Linked DNA regions of Macaca mulatta: region 2 is linked to region 1. Evidence: chromatin contacts called from public Hi-C data. All regions are on one chromosome and are shown on one strand. The core of a region is the stretch at or near the end of the contact, and the rest is flanking DNA. Distances in the headings are between cores, read along the strand shown. Region 1 holds the start of USPL1 (ubiquitin specific peptidase like 1). Region 2 holds the start of HSPH1 (heat shock protein family H (Hsp110) member 1).

Region 1 (3,544 bases), core at 273-2,772:
ACAATTTCAGCTATATTTTAACTGAACCAATTGTTTTGTTCAATTTATGAGTTAACACTCAGCTAGTCTGTTTTTTACAAATAGTGTATTCCATTCTAAAAATGGAAGTAGCAGTGGTGAGCAAGAAAACAACCCTCTGAGTTTTGGCTATTCAGGAGGAAGTACTACTTTCTCCAATTTTAATCACAATTCATAAAAACCTAACTAGCTAGATCTTAAATATACAAATACATTAATAATCTAGTAAAGCAACAGAAAAAGGTAAACTAACCAGCCTATTTTTGTCTGGAGAAACCCCAACAAACTCTGCTGGATTCCTTGGCCATTTGCATTCAGAAGTACCAAAAACTAAAATCCTTCTTACTAAATAATTTATTCTACACGAGACTTGTTTCCTCCATACCACCCTACCCAAATTATCAGCATTATTCCAGAATATAATCATTTAGTTTGAGACGACTAAAAAACCCCACACTCCAAAATACCAATTGTGGTTAGTCTGTAAAGAAATGGTCTGAAACTACAAAATGTTATCCTAGGACACATAACCAATCGACCAAAAGGACTTCTGGAATATGCTGCCCCCAAGATTTAGAATGCACAGGCAGAAATAGCATACGCGGTCACGATGTCCCTTAAGCCACATGACCTTCCTACGAAAGCAGAGGCTTAAACTTATCAAATGAGAATTCCCCCTTTCTCTGAAGTTAAAACAAGGCAGGGCAGCTGGAATTAGTGCAGCAGGGACAGAACGGCTGCTGACTAGTCAGAACGGGTCGTGGAATGCAAAGTCCCTGTGCTTTCGCTGCTCCCCTTACCGTGAGAAGATCTGGGAGGGAGGAAAGGAGGAGAAACACCCCAGAATCCTGGTAGAAAAGCCCCTGGCCTCGAAGATGGGCTCTAGGGAGACAGGGAGGGGCAGCTCCGTGTGTGATGACCCTTTGTGAACATGCACTCTGTGGCAGCTTCGGCTCCACCGAGGCTTTGGGAGAGCGGACTACGGATGCCCAGCGCGACCCAGCTGTGAAGGCCACGCCGGCGGAGAGGCTCCATGGCACCTCCGCCGGCTTCGGGAGCCCTTCCCTCTCCCACCTCCGCGGGTCACCCCAGGGCCCAGCGGCTCCCGATCACGCTCGCGCGGACCACGGAACAGCGACGCAGAAGCCGGTCTCTTTCCTCAGCGTAATCCCTCCGCAGCAGGCCGCGCACTAGTTTTAATCACGCCCCACCCCCTGGCCGCTGGCGCCACCTCCGCCACTCGGGCGCTTTCCAGCAGCTTCCAGAAACGTCGCCTCCCCAAACCCAGCCACTCACACATGGCGGGCTCAGCAACCACCGGCCCCGCCCCTGCTCGTCGCCGCAGTCGCAACTGCGTCTGCGGCCACAGGGCGGACAGCCACGCCTCTGCGGAGCGCGACCGGAAGTGCTCACGTCTTCACCTTCCCCGCCGCGCCTCCGTTCTTTCAGGCCCTGCGTGCAGCAGGAAGGAGGACTCTTTTGCCGCGGACTGAAGCCGGAAGCCGCCTTCCTAGTGGAAACGCGAGTGGGGGAGGAGCAGTCCGCGGGGAACGTGGGTTGAACGTTGCAACTAGGGTGGAAATCAAGCTGGAACAGGAGTTCCGATCGACCCGGTACCAAGAAGGGGAGTGCCCGCGGCAGGTAACGGAGAAGAGGGAGGGGTTTCTTTCCGCTCTCGAAATTGGGAAAAGAGACAGAGCTGTGATGACCTATGGGGTAGTCGGCGCGCTGAAAGGATGGGCTAGGCTGGGACGGGGTTCAAGTGGGAAAGATTGATGATTAAGGTATAGAGTTGGACTTACAGATCCGTTTGGGCTCAGAGAGGTGAACGCTGAAGAGAAACCAGAGTTTGTTTTCGTTTTCCAAGGAGCGTGGAGTTGGGCAGGGTTAACGGACCCTGCGCCTCTTGGGGCTTCTTAGGTTGGGTGTTGAAACTTCCCTCCTTTGGTCCTGTTCGTCTCTGATTCAAAATAGTTGGGTTTGGTACCAGACAGAGCTGGGTGCAGAAAGCCGACCCTGTTCTTCGGCTTCCAGGTGGGTTGTGGCCTCGCTCTTGACGGTTCACGTGCCGAGCCTACTCGCTCTCGGAAGGCAAGCTCAAATGGGTGGGTATAAGGCCCCCTCTTCGAACAGCTGTTTCCCTGGGTTTCTCCATTTTGCACACAGGAGTGTGAATTAAGTTTAATTGCATACTTGTTACGATTCCCAGGGCCAGCTTGACACGTTCATTGTGCTATATAACTGGGTTCATGCTTGGCTAATAATTCACATTAAGGCTTCTGGAGTATAAGTGGCCCACAGAAGTATGAAAAGTGGATATTAGAAGAAAGATGCTGGGGGTGAAGTAGAGCTGAGGAAAATAGAACTGGAAAGCTGGGTTGTTTTCACAGTACAGTGAGCTTTAGGTCATAGTACTACCTCTAGGTTATATTGGGCTGTTTTGACGGACTTTGCTGTAATCAGGCTGGAGTAAATAGAGAATTTTAAGCTAAGCATTGACAGGCTTAGACTTACCTTACAGGGACATCATTTTGACAGTGATATGGAAGGGAAAGAGGTAGAGATTTGAGACCTTTCCACAGAACTGTCCACAGAATTTGGTGACTTACTGTGAGGGAAATAAGGAATAGGGAACAACTCAGACTTTCTAGCCTGTGTGTTTCGAAGGATGGAGACGCCCACATTTAAGTGAGATATGGGAAGGAGGAGCAGATTGTTTTTGAAGGGAAGAAGAGCAGCTACTTAGGGTCAAATTAAGTTGTAAAATCCACCCCAGGATTTTGTATTTAAGTCGAAGTGAATTGTATTTGGAAGAAGACCTGGGGAGCTCACCTCTGGTATTTTTTTTATGTCCCCCATATGGACAAATAAACCTCTGGTAGTAAATGAATTGTCTTTTGGGGAATTCTATATATTCAGGATTTCAACCACCAGCCTGTCTTTTTCCTGCTGAAATGTTGGGTGACGGAATCAGGAGAGCAGTTTGGAGGCCCTTTATATTTTATAATTGAGAGAGACAAAGAGAAAACCGTTTGATTTGAAAAAGTTTTCTAGGTTCCCTCAGGTAGTTGGAAATTTTCATCAAAAACAGTTTATTCAAGGTACATAGCCTACTAGTTTCCTATTTGAGAGTACCGCAGAATGATACAACGTGTACTGCTTCTCTACGCAGAATGAAGTATCAAATTAGCACCAAATAGTAGCTTTGTCAGGTGCTAAACTTTTTACATCTTTATCTCATTTAATTCTTAGAAGAAACTAATTTTACAAGTAAGTTCCGGGACTAAGATCCGCAGGTACAAAGCCTGCAAAGCAGGAACCATGGAAGTTTGACTCCTACATAGTTCCCTTTTGTAAGTAGATTATAAATAGAACCAGCCAAAGGGTAATAAGTTGTCTGTGCCTAAAAAGAAAGAAAAAAGTTAGCATCAGTAGTTCTCACCAGAAGGGGTGATTTTGCCTACCGGGGGACATTTGGCAAGTCAGGAAACTTTTTTGGCTGTTGGATCTAGAGGGTAAAGGTCAG
Region 2 (3,544 bases), core at 651-3,150, 530 kb after region 1:
CACTTTGCACTTTTCATCCTGGGCTTGGGACATTTGAAAAAAATTACTAGGTACAGTAATTGCCTTGAGATGGAAGCATTTGTTTTCATCAGTGCACATGCAGATATGTTTGTATATATCCTCGTCCGAAAATATCCCTTCACGAAACTTGCTTTTTAAAGTGTTGCCCTTTGCCCACCCCTAGGCTCCTACAGAATATTTAGTTCAGTGACGACATCCATTCTCTTGTGGCGTTCTAGCCCAGAAGTATGCAATTTTTATTCTTTTACATACACTGTGCAAAATTAATTTTAAAAATACGGTTTACAATTCCTCACGAATGGCAAAGAGCAAAAACAAGAACGTTTACATATTTCGACAATGATCCCGGGCATTAAGGCCAACAATGTTAGCAACGGAGAGACTGGGTAAAAAGAGGTGGGCTGATCTTTCATAGGACTGCTTCCGTGGTCGCTAACAACAGTTCGCCTGCTCACTGGACAAGCAGCGACACAAGCTCTGGAAGCTTCCAATTCATTTCGAGATTCACAATGCGGAAGAAAAAGCCCGGCAGCCCGGCTCCGCGGTGCGCAAAGATATGCGCGGAGGGAGGAGGACAAGCTGGAGGCGGCTCAGCCAGCTCAGAAAGGCCGGGTGGGGATATGGGGGCGGCCGCGAAAGGCGCAGGCTGCAGCCTGCCAAGACAAGGGAGCGTAGTCGCGGGCTCTGCCGCAGCCCGACCCCCAGGAGGTTTTGAAATCCCCCAGTAGGAAGCCCGCACAAAGTGACGACCCGGTGTCTCCACTCTGGGACTCCTCTCGCCCCCGTGAATCCCTGAGACAATCCCTTCTCCAATTCGTGGTGGCAAGCCCCCCATCCCTCCTCTGGCCGGGTCGCTGGTCCCTAGTTCCACGGAGGGATGCGCCGCTGCCCAAACGCCTCCGTTTGCGGCGGAGATCGGTGTAGCCAACCAGCTTGGGGTCCCCACACTAAGAGCCCAGAACCTCCTCCCATCCACCCTCGCAGGCTCCCACTTACGGGGTGCACCGATCGCTGAACTCATTGGCGATGGTCTCGATGCCCCCGGCCCGGGCCACCGCGATGTAGCAGCTCTGCGATCCCACGTCCAAGCCCACCACCGACATGGCCGGCTCGCGGTCCGCCTCCGCCTCGGGTCTGGGTCTACGTCCTCCGGCCGCCTGCCTGCTCCTCCTGCCGCCGCTTTCTGCCCGGCCGCGTTCGGCTCCGACCCGCGGGGTCTGGCCGCTCCTCTGACACTCAGAAGGACACACGGACAGCCGGCCTGTCAGGCTCCTCCTACTCCCGGATGACAGCGGCGGCTGGCAGACGAGAAGCCCCGGGAGAAAGCCGGGCTCAGTCTCCGCGGGTCGCTCCGCACCTCCGGTTGCCTGCCTCTGCCGCAGCTCGCACACCGTCGCCGGGGCTGAACTACCGACCCAAAAGGGGAGGTCCCACTTCCTCAGCCTTATGTATCGCACTGATCAGAACTTTCCAGAATCTGCGGCATTTACTCACCGGCGCCTCCACCGGCCCCTCCACGTGCCACTTCCGCTTCCTTCTTCTCGAGCCTTCTGGAAAGATTCTACCCAATGGGCGGCCGGTCCCCCGAGAACGGCGGCCGTTGCCATGGCAGCGACAGGGCCGCTCCCGTGCCATTGGCTCAAGGCTGCCTCCGCCCACTCCCGCCCTAGCCGAAGGCATTTTGCTGCCCTAATAAAACAGGCAACGAAAAATGACTCCAAAACTCGGAATAATCACAATTTGCTACTGGGAGATGGTACCCGACCCTTAACTCTAAAGGGAGGCTGAACAGGCGGAGAGAGACCCCATTTTTGCAGAGACCCCAGACACCAGGATGGTGGGGAGGCCGGCCAGCTGTCCGGAGAGCATGTTGGGAATCGTAGTCTGGCCGGGAGAAGTGTGCGCCTTGCATGCTGGGATGTGTAGTCCTTGTCGCAGTGCTTGCTGGGACCCGGCTTTGTCTTCTGGGACTCGCGGGAGAGGCTGGGCTGGGTTCTGTCTGGCGCCTTTGCGCGGGTTCCCTGGCAATAAGCGTCATTTTGTTCGTTTGTTTTGTATTCACTTCTATTATTGTCTGGATTACCCGGACAACTGGTGCGTTACGACTTAGGAGAAGGAACACCAGTTTAAACCGCTTATAATAAAAGCAAAAGGGTTTTGTTAAGTGTTCTTGTATTCATCAGCCAGCAGGATGATCTTTTGTGGAGTAAAATGTCAGGTTTTTGTTTTTTTGGGTTTTTTTAAGCGATTTTTAGTTGTGACGTCATTTGGCAGGCTGTTCACAGTATCACTTTCTGCTTATTTTTAATACGTCTGATTTAAGCCGACGCTGTTCTACCCTGCCACTCCTAGTCATAAATTGGTGCTGTGTGTAAGTTTTGCTTCTTGTTTGATGTGAAGCGGTTTCTCTTTCTTTCCCTCAAAAGCGATGTCCCCGTAAACGTTTGTTCAGTGAAGAGACAGGGTAAGAAAAGGTGGAACTGTGTTGCTGATAACTATCAGGTCTTTTATACCCTTTTATGTCTTTTTAAGTTTGCTTCTGATCCCTGAGTTTACCTTATGTCAGGCACGTGGAAGTATAAGCACAGTTCAAGTGTGTTGTTGGATAAGCGTGTAATTGAATAAGGGGTTGTAACCTAAAGTTAGAAAAATCTAAAAGAGTGTGAGAATTCCTCCTTGTCCATCAAAACAAGTAGGTTAAGTCAGAGGCAGGTTTACAAAGGCCCAGGCTTATGTTACATGTAAATTGTGTGTGCTTTTGCTAGTTTTCTGGCCACTTAGGTGGCTTACTTAACATGCTTCAGTTAACTCACCTTTAAAATGGGAGCGATAACAGTTATCACAGGGTTGTGTTCTTAAATTTGGACATACAGTTAGCTGTAACTGTAAGTTATTTTTGTTATGCATCCCAAAAACTTGGTTTCTGTCCCCACCCCCCACCCACCAACTTTTTCTTGCATATCAAAACCTTGTAATAAAATCCATGGAGACATAGCAATTTTGAAGAGAAAGAACCTTTGAGATTATTTGGTCTGCTTCCCACATTTTAACTGCTGTATGAAGAGGAGACATGAACAGTTCTCAGTCTTTGGAGCCAGACAGATTTGGGTCAGGTTCAAATCCTTGGCACTCTACTAAGATGTTTTATATAAAGTACAGCTTGTAAGGGCACGAGGCCTCCTGGAATCAGACTTCATGGGCTTGAATCCTAGCTATTCTTATTTGTGAGCTGCGTGACCTTGCGATAATTACTAAGCCTTTCTATATTCCACCTCATAGTGTTTATGTAATGATGGAAACTGTATATAAAGCACTAAACAGATATCATTAGTAATATTACCTATGTACTGTCTGTAATCTTTGTCAAATTCCTCTTTGCCCTCTGTTTCCTCCACTGTAAAATGGAAGAAATACCTATTTTTGCTAGTTGGAAGGATTCAATATAAATGAAACATAGGGTATGGTGTTATCTAATAAATTGTAGTAATGGAAGTAATATCATTCAGTGAAAATACAAACTTTA

Evidence for each region. A called contact is a pair of places that touch in the nucleus more often than the background predicts.
Region 2: a contact with region 1 is called in a Hi-C map of fetal cortical plate, with 2.5 times the contacts expected there. The contact joins the promoter of HSPH1 here to the promoter of USPL1 in region 1. A contact is called at or near these places in 3 of 14 Hi-C or Micro-C datasets (fetal cortex germinal zone, fetal cortical plate and liver).

Annotation. Positions count from the first base shown.
Region 1 is chr17:10,473,299-10,476,842 of T2T-MMU8v2.0, forward strand. It overlaps USPL1 (ubiquitin specific peptidase like 1), which reads left to right and starts at 1,523. Exons shown (of 11, transcript XR_013407854.1): 1 at 1,523-1,659. It also overlaps a transcript of HMGB1 not described here.
Region 2 is chr17:10,999,916-11,003,459 of T2T-MMU8v2.0, forward strand. It overlaps HSPH1 (heat shock protein family H (Hsp110) member 1), which reads right to left and starts at 1,901. Exons shown (of 16, transcript XM_077974163.1): 1 at 1,516-1,901. The coding sequence starts at 1,628.